3 separate regions of the Mus musculus genome follow, and all the other regions are linked to region 1. The links are chromatin contacts, called in public HiChIP or PLAC-seq maps. All regions are on one chromosome and are shown on one strand. Each heading gives the region's core, a stretch centred on a gene start, on an enhancer-like site or on the middle of the called end of the contact. The rest is flanking DNA. Distances are from core to core; before and after follow the strand shown.

Evidence for each region. HiChIP or PLAC-seq counts read pairs in DNA pulled down with a chosen protein or histone mark.
Region 2: a CTCF HiChIP or PLAC-seq map of the NIH/3T3 cell line shows a contact between it and region 1, with 15 read pairs. The contact joins the promoter of Ngf here to the enhancer-like site in region 1. A contact is called at or near these places in 8 of 39 promoter capture datasets (the 3T3-L1 cell line, 3T3-L1-derived adipocytes, embryonic stem cells and 4 more), 1 of 15 datasets of contacts at CTCF or cohesin (the NIH/3T3 cell line), 14 of 484 Hi-C or Micro-C datasets (the C2C12 cell line, the MC38 cell line, adipose-derived mesenchymal stem cells and 7 more), 6 of 115 datasets of contacts at active chromatin or transcription factors (cardiomyocytes, embryonic fibroblasts, fibro-adipogenic progenitors and 3 more) and 2 of 9 other capture datasets (adipose tissue and liver).
Region 3: a contact with region 1 is called in an HNF4G HiChIP or PLAC-seq map of pancreatic cancer cells. The contact joins two enhancer-like sites. A contact is called at or near these places in 1 of 15 datasets of contacts at CTCF or cohesin (the NIH/3T3 cell line), 3 of 115 datasets of contacts at active chromatin or transcription factors (embryonic fibroblasts, heart atrium and pancreatic cancer cells) and 2 of 9 other capture datasets (adipose tissue and liver).

Annotation. Positions count from the first base shown.
Region 1 is chr3:102,365,069-102,367,768 of GRCm38.p6, forward strand. No RefSeq gene overlaps it. Among named protein-coding and RNA genes, the nearest start is that of Gm40110, 6.3 kb to the right of the region's middle. Within about 2 kb of position 1,398, at least 54 of the 459 cell types and tissues checked have an H3K27ac peak or open chromatin away from gene starts, as enhancers often do. A contact at or near this core is called in the C2C12 cell line, the MC38 cell line, the NIH/3T3 cell line and 6 more, where this site is marked.
Region 2 is chr3:102,468,647-102,471,346 of GRCm38.p6, forward strand. It overlaps Ngf (nerve growth factor), which reads left to right and starts at 1,273. Exons shown (of 3, transcript NM_001112698.2): 1 at 1,273-1,314.
Region 3 is chr3:102,489,621-102,492,509 of GRCm38.p6, forward strand. The region is part of intron 1 of Ngf (nerve growth factor); the gene reads left to right. Among named protein-coding and RNA genes, the nearest start is that of Gm46818, 15 kb to the right of the region's middle. Within about 2 kb of position 1,366, at least 62 of the 459 cell types and tissues checked have an H3K27ac peak or open chromatin away from gene starts, as enhancers often do. A contact at or near this core is called in the NIH/3T3 cell line, embryonic fibroblasts and pancreatic cancer cells, where this site is marked.

The DNA.
Region 1 (2,700 bases), core at 148-2,647:
GAGTACACTGTCAGGTTTCTGCCATCTGACTGGCTAACAGTGTCCTCCAGCATTCTCCCCTTAGAATCCTAATCATAAGGATTAAGCAAAAAGTGAGACCTCAAGGGTAGTTTGGTCAGGAAGCATGGAATACACGTACTGTTCATGTAGATAGAGACCTATATGTGGTTAAAATTTCATCTGTAAAGACAGGGGCGCTATTGCAGATGTTCCACTCCCTAATATAAAGCATAGCCAGATCCTGTCCTCTTAGCCAGGCTTCATGCTAAGCACATTGCTAGGAGTGTCTCATTGAAGTGTCTCATCCAAGCTTTATCGAGTAGGTAAACTAGGTATTACCCCTAGTTTACAGGCAATAAAAGCCAAAGTTAAGTAGTCACCTACATCATCGAGTTGAAAAAATGATCAAGATAGGATCAAAGGCCATAAATATGACCCTGAACTAATACTATAGCCACATATAGGTTCCCTTATTAATTAAATTAAATAGATTTTAGATGTATGTTCAGCACCAAAACCAAGCACTTGGCTAAGATCCATTAGTGGTCAGTAAATGGCTCGATGGCAGCATGTTATCATGCCACAATAACAAGCATTTTATCTTGTATCATGCGTGAGTATAAGAAAAATGGTTCACTTAGTAAGATGCAGGGATTTCATAACAGAATAATTCCCAACCTCTCGGTGAATGATAGATAATTTTAGGAGGTTGTAGCCAGGATAAATGAAAGATCCAGGACCAAGTCCTTCACATGCTAAGCTGTAGGGCTTCACTAGCAGTCCTTTTTGGAGTCCCTTGGATAGCAACATTAAATTAAATTAATTAATTACTATTATACATTTTTCTTTAATAAAGATTACTCTTCCAGTATATAAATAATACAAAAATTTGGAAACTGCAGTAAAGTAGTAAGAAAAGAAATCAAGACAATTTTACTGTTTGACAGGCAATTTATTAACTTTTTTTTGTAATAAAATTGAGATTTTTTTAAATTTGATTTCCTGATAGCATGAGTGACCTTCAAATTCCCATGTACCTGAGTCACCAGATTTCTAAATCTGGTCCCTTTGACCAGGGGCACAGAGAGGGCCTATGATTGGCTGATGCTTAACCCTGAGTCTCAGGGGTACAGTAAGATAGATACTGGCAGGGCAGTGGCCAGCCAGGCTTCTCTGGACAGGATGACAGAGGCCTTGCTATCTCAGGGAAAAAATGCTCAGCACTGAGCCAGTATTCTGCACAAGGGTCGACCCAGTCCAGAAGGAAGTTTTCCTGGGCCCCGTTCCCACTCTCGTGGTCACATCACGGTGACACAGCAGGAAGCTGCGCCTCCCCAGAGCCCAGGTCTCTCACAGGAAAGTGCTGTCAGGGGTTTCCACATGGCCATCAGTCCAGGCACGTGGGGTTAGCAGCAGCATTCCAGCCTGCACTGTTTATCCACAGGCTGGACTGGGGCCTCAGGACTGGGCTAGGGCACTTCCTCCATGCCATTCTGATGCACTGCTGAAGCCTACTGTGGGGACAAATACCAGATCTGTGCTGAGCCTTACCAGACAGATTTCTTTGTGTTGATGTGAAAACCCACCTTTCAAGATGTTGCTAAAAATGACAGACATGAAGAAGTGTGTAATTGGGCTTTTTACCATTTTGTGGATTCTTTTTCTTTCCCACCTGTCTCCACCCCTCTCCTTCCACACTTTCAATCCCTTAACATTAGGTAGGAGAGAAAAAAAGTCAGAGGGAAAAGGGGGTGATGACATGGTTAGATTACTCCTTGACTCCTTGATACCTAGGGGTGTTGAGTTCCTTGGGGCAAGTTTGATTTTTGCTGTCCGGGTATCTAATTTCTTCTTTTCGTCCCTTCATACATGACTTGACAAACCTCAACAAACTGCACCTAACAGCAACCACCTACCAACCGGCCAACCAGCAGCAGCCCCTTCTATGGGGAAGGGGGTGGCTCTAGCATTTGTATATCCTCTGAAAAGTCCCCTGAATTTCAAATGTCACACACTCACAGAAATCATCTGCAGCTGGCAAAACCACGCCCTTGCTAGAGCACAAGGCAAATCACAGTCACCTGCTGTGAAGCAGCCCATATCACCATACCTGGGATTAAAACAAAAACATACGTATATTCTGCGGGTGTTTGTTTGTTTGTTTGTTTTTTAAGAAACCAAAATTCTCGCTGCAGAAATGTATCTTCCAACTGAAAGAAATATGTCTTAAAGCCTTGGGCATCTTCCTTTTGCTGGATATTGCCCCATGGCCTGAGTGAAAAGGGCTCTCTTGTGCACTGGTCTTATCTCCAGAAAGAATTCTGCTGTCTGTGGATGCTGTAATGCCAGGCAAGAGTGTTGGAATCTAGTCTGTCATCCTGGGTTGACCTGCATGTTGCTCAAGAGTGGAAGCACAGAGATAGAGGGAAGTGTAGAGGAGGGATCGAGAAGTTCTCTCAGCTCCCACATCCAGTGCTGGGAATTGACTGTCATCTTACTTCTTTGAGTTCTTGGCTTCCTCCCAGGTTTCTTTCTTCCAATAGGCTACTTTTTTTTCTCATTGATGCTGTCAGTCCAAGGTCATTAAGTAAACATGATAATGAGCTTTCTGAACCATAGGATTCTAAGACCCCATTTGAGTCCTCTTTATTTCAGGTGACATTTTATTACCTCACCATCTTTGGAGCCTGTAGACCTGTA
Region 2 (2,700 bases), core at 23-2,522, 100 kb after region 1:
TGATTCTTGCCTAGACTAAGGTGTCACCTTCGTACCTTACCTTCCCTCTGTCACTCACTTTCCTGCATCCATTCCTTCCTGTGGCATTCATGAAGGTGGGGGTGGGGCATAGAACATGTCTTTCCGAAGGAAGTAAGTCATTTCACACAAGTGTGTGTGTGTGTGTGTTCATTTCCAAAATCCATAGAATTTTATTACAATTGTTAGTGCACATTTGGTGAAAAAGCTGACTTAGGGCATATTTCTCCCTTGAAGCTGAGGTGTAAACACCATAGAGGAAGGGGAGGTCAAACGGGGAAGACCCCATCAGCTCCTGAATCTATCAGATCCAAGACATTCTGGAGGGCCAACTGAGGACCCCCCACCATAAGTAAGTAGACAAAAGAGGTGAGAGAGAATTGAGGTGAGCCCTGGGGTGGTGCAGAAGGCCTGGCTTTCTCCTGGGTCTGTGTTTACTGACTCCTAAAAACCGACAGAAGCCCTAGGACCCCAGATCTAGAAACACGCAGGGAGCACATACAGACACAGTTCCATCTACAGTTTCCAAGGGACCAGCTCTCCTGGGAGGCCCCTGCAATGCCAGTGCTAAGGCTGGCAGTGGGAGTGGGAGTTGGGGTAATCTGAACACCTAAGGTCCTCTTCCTTTGACCTCAGGCAGATATACCTCTGTCTTGACATTCTAGTTAATTCTGCTTCTGCCTGGTTTCAGAGCAACCCCTGGCACTGGCCAATCCAGGAGTTTCCGGTGTTGTGGGTGTTCTCAGTGTTCCTTCAGCTCTCAGATTTGCAGAGATAGCAACACCTGATATCCTGGCCACCAAAGAAGACTAAGTCACCCCAGGAGGCTAGCAAGGCAGTGAGCCAGGGGAAGAGGTAAAGGGACTCCAACTCAGCCAATCAACTCAGCCCTGCTCAGCCTGTCTGCCCATTGGTGTTTGGAGCCAGCTACCTTGCCTGGTGCCCTAGAAAATCTCTCTCTGCATCTGTGACCTCCCCCCACCATGCATTTTCATCTAAACCAGGGGTTTTGAATTCTTCCCTGACTGGCTTTTCCTGGCTATGTCCCATCAACTCGGGAGCTATCCATCCCTTGTCCCCAGGACCCTTACAACCCGGACCCCTGGGTCTAGTCACAGCAGGTGCGGGCTGGGATTGGAGTTGGCCAGAGAGGGAGGGGTCGGGTGAGTGGGGGGCAGGATTTGGAGAGGGTGTGACGAGCCTGGAGGAGGGGCTAAATACAGTCAGGAAGCCTGTTAAAGAAGCTCTGTGCTCCAGCACGGCAGAGAGCGCCTGGAGCCGGAGGGGAGCGCATCGGTGAGTCAGGCTTCTCTGAGCCGAGCCCCGATACGGGTGCAACGCGGTGCGGCGGACTGGGGTTGCCGGGCTCCCTGGGACGGTGTGCTTGGATCCCTGTCTAGCTAGATCTTTGTGGGCTGAAGCGCACCCTTGAAAGAACTGTCCCGAGTAGATGTAGGAACACGAGATCGTGGGCACGCAAGGGAAGCGAAGGGAGTGAGGGTCTCCCTGGTCGTGAAATTCCCTGTTCCTGGATGACCAGAAGTACCAAAGTCAACACTGGCGCCTGCAGAAGCTGCATTGCCCAGCCTGAGCTCTCAGGCTAGAAGGGGACAGCGCTCAAGAGAGCCTGGAGTGAGGGATGCGCGCGCTGCGAGCGCGCTGGGGTGGCGGAACAGTAGCCCGCGCGCGGTAGAGGGCGAGTGCACAGCACGCCGACTGGGCAGTGCTCACAGACCCAAGAGCGCCTCTCTGCTCCTAGGTAAGAGGACTGTCAGCCAGGGTGATCTAGACTCGGTGTTTGTAGCAGGGTTCAGAGTGTAATATTGTGGGTACCAAGGGTTGATTCTGGAAGCTTGGGTTCCAAGTGCCGAGCACCAGGGTCCTCGGTGGGGCCTGCTGGGCATCCCAAGGCATAGCCTTACTGCTTGGGTCACCCAGTACATTCAGCTGTCTGCTGCCAGGTGTGGCAGAGGCTGGCACCCGGGATTGGGAAGGGCAGCGGTCGCTCTTGGGTTCAGGCAGAGAAGCTGCAGGGGAGGGAGAGAGGATTCTGGGGTCAGGGTGTTGAAACTTGAATCCAATGTAAACATAAGGCGTCTTTAGCACCGTTTGATTACAATGCTCTTGCTTTCCTAAAACTTTCTGAGATTCATAAGGAAGGTGATTTTTGGCTTGACCTTTCTCATCAGGTTTACTTCAGAGAGTCAAGAAGAGCCTGCTTGTTAGGCTGGTTTTTCCAAGTTGTTCCAGACTGGAAATTGTGCAGTTTGAAGGATAATTTATGGGTCTTTCGTGCGTTAAAGTGTATTACTACGAAGTCTTTTGGGTGCTGTGGGTATTAAGGAAAACTCAGTGCACGTTCCCAGCTGCAGACCAAAAATACTGCTCTCCTGGGTGCCTCTGCCCCCATCTATCATGGGAGGCCAATGGAAACCCTGGAGAAAAGCCATTTGATGTATTGCCCCCATCCTCCCAGAGTCCTCTCTGGCAGTACCAGTCTACTCTCCCCATAGGCATGGCCAGCTGAACTTTGCAAACTCAGAACTAGCCACAGAGGTCCCATCCATAACGTCTCCTCAGGGTCTCGAACTCCTGAAACTCAGTTATAACTGATGAAAAGGGCTGCCTGCCCCTCTCCCAGCAGTTCAGAGGGCAGTGCAGTCGCCCTTACCACCCTGCTTG
Region 3 (2,889 bases), core at 116-2,615, 120 kb after region 1:
TGACACCGTCATTTGAGAAGTCAGCTGGATGGGCTGGAAGGAAAGTATTATTCCATCAATGGTGGAGAGACAGAGTTAGAAGCCCACAGTTGTGCAGATCACAGTTGTGCAGACTGTCAAGGCATTAAGCCAAGGAGATGAAAAAGGGTCTACTCTCCAAACCCTGTCCCTGGCATGACTGCACCTATCTGAGGAAAGGATCCTTCTAATCCACCAGATGATTCTGTGTGGTCCTGACCTTAGGAGCCCCTGTCTGAGAGAGGGGCAACCCTTTGGAGAGAGAAAGGGGACAGACACTCTTGTTACCAACTTTACAGTATTGCCTAAGGCCAGTTGAAATGTTTGTGGTCTGAAGATGAAGGGACATTTCTCTTATTGACATGGAAATAATTAGCATGTTTAGCTTTTCGTCTTCATTGTCCAAATACTGTTCAATAAAACATCTTATTGCTGATAATTATCCAAACATTACAGCAAATGGGGGACTCCTGCCAAGGCCAGGGATGCATTTCCAGTTACAGAGTGCCAGAGTGGTTTTTTTTTCTTTAATTGCCACATATTCACCTGGCTGGCATCCTCTGACTGTGGCTCAGTGACGTGGCTCATCAATCCCAGGTGAGGAGCACTCTGATAAAGAGTAAATTCTTCTCCATGGTCAGATCCTGAAATGAGTGGGTGACAAACACAGGGACATTGTTTCCTTGACTGAGGCTTGTTTTCCATGTGTGGGAGGAATTCCAGACTTGAGAATCCTGCATCCAGACTTCATAGATTTCCCCTTTTCTGGTCAAGACAACACGACTAATGATAATGAACAATACCAGCTTGGCTTCCATGATCCAAAAGGCTCAGGGTCAAAACGTGACCTCCGTGGGGATTGGAAAGGATCCAACAGCAACTACTGTCTTCTGTTGTCAAGTTGGACCACAGGCTTCACCAGAGAGGCTTTCTCTTGGCTTCTGCGGCATGAGGCAGAGCAGATGTGCCTGCCTGCTAATGCGCTGGAGGATGGAACTATTCTTCCACTTATTGAAATCAGATGCACGACACTCAGAACTGCCCTACACACAGATGGTGGCTCCACGCAAGCTCCATCAGAAAATTACAAGAGCCGTGCTTCCATCTTCTAATGCTCTGACAACTGTGGTTTTCTTTTAAACCAAGCAAGCACGAGGAAGAAAGGCTTTCTCCCTTCTCCATGCACACAGTCTGAGGGGCAAGACCTCTGTCAAATAAAACACTTCTAGATAGCTAAAGCCGCACCTTTGCCCCTTGATCTACTTTCGCTTTCCACGGTTTCAGTCATCTGTGGTCAACCACAGACTGAAAGTATTCAATGGAAAATTCCAGAAATAAACAACTCAGTTGTGAATTGCATGCTGCTCTGAGTAGCTGGATAAAAATCTTGCTCTATCCTGCCAGGATGCCTGCCATCCCTTCGGCCTGGAGTATCCATATTGTATGGATTTACCCCTACCTGTTAGTCACCTGGCGACTGAATTGATTATCAGATTTACTGCCTTGAGTGTGTGTAGAGAAGCCTAATAAAGTGGCGCGTTGCTGGGTCATTTGCTTTACCCCATCTTTTATATCTTGCAGGCATTATATCATAGCATCACAAGAAGTGTGAGTACAGGATGGGGGTGGGGGTGAGACAGATAGACAGAGAAGGGAGGAAGGGACAGAGGGAGGGAGGGAAGGAGGGAGGGAGGGAGGGAGGGAGGCAGAGAACATAACATATCACTGTTATAATTTTCTATTTTGTTTTTAGCTATGTTAGTCTCCTACTGATTTACTTCATATGTTAAGCTTTTTCATAGCTATAAGAATAGGAAAAGCATGGTATGTAGAAGGTTCAACATTACCATAGTCTCAGTAGCAGCTGAATACCTCAGAACAAAGAAGGGCTGACTACTGGATAACACCTGGGATGTGGTAGATAATTCTGCAACGTGTCCTAAATGCAGTTATCTCTGCATAGGAGGGATTGGAATAGAAATCAATATGGCACTGGAATGAAAGACAGTAAGGTGAATGGAGCAACCTATATTTAATCATCTAATTTGTAACTTGCCAATAAAATCTTCTGAGGTTGTGTGGAAATACATAAAGTATTCAATTTGAGTATTTCAGTTTAACTTCAAGAATTTTTTTTTATCTTAAAATGCTAGAGAGGTAACAAATTAATTCAGTCGCTCTGATGTTTACATTTTAGTCTAAATTGTTTTGAGTTTCTTTTGGCTTTTCTATATTAAAAGTACAGAATCTGGGTAAACTGTTGTTAGGATAGCTTTACTAATTGATTGGAACTGGAAATTTCCATAAGGAATTTGTTAGTTTCCTCTCTGTGAAAAGTATTGCCTATTGTGAGAATTAAGTCAGATAATGCATTGAAAATATTTACTATCACAGCTAACACACTAGATACTGGAAAAATTTAGCTATAATTCCCCCCCTCTGTATTGAATATATATTTCATTTTTATCTTCTTACAAAGATAACACCAATATCTAATTTTAAAATGATGTGTGTACTATGTGTGTGTGCCTCTCCATCTGCTAGTGTGCACACATCACAGCATGCCTGTCGAGGTCATAGGTCATCCATGGCTGCCAGCCACCTTCCGCCTTGTTTGAGTGCTACCTCACCCAGCTTCCCGTGGGCTCTAAGGCATCAAGCTCAGATCCTCGTGCTTGTAATATGAACACCTTACCCACTAATTTTCCCCAGCCCCCTAAGAAGTTATTTAAAAACCGGGAGACTGGCAGCTTCCATTATCTTAATTTCTGAGTCTATGAGATTGGTGTAAATGCAAAAGACTGCAACGAGGTGCTCTAGCCTCTGTCAGCGCTTAGCTCTCTTCCCAGCTGCCCTTCAAGGCTTGCTTAA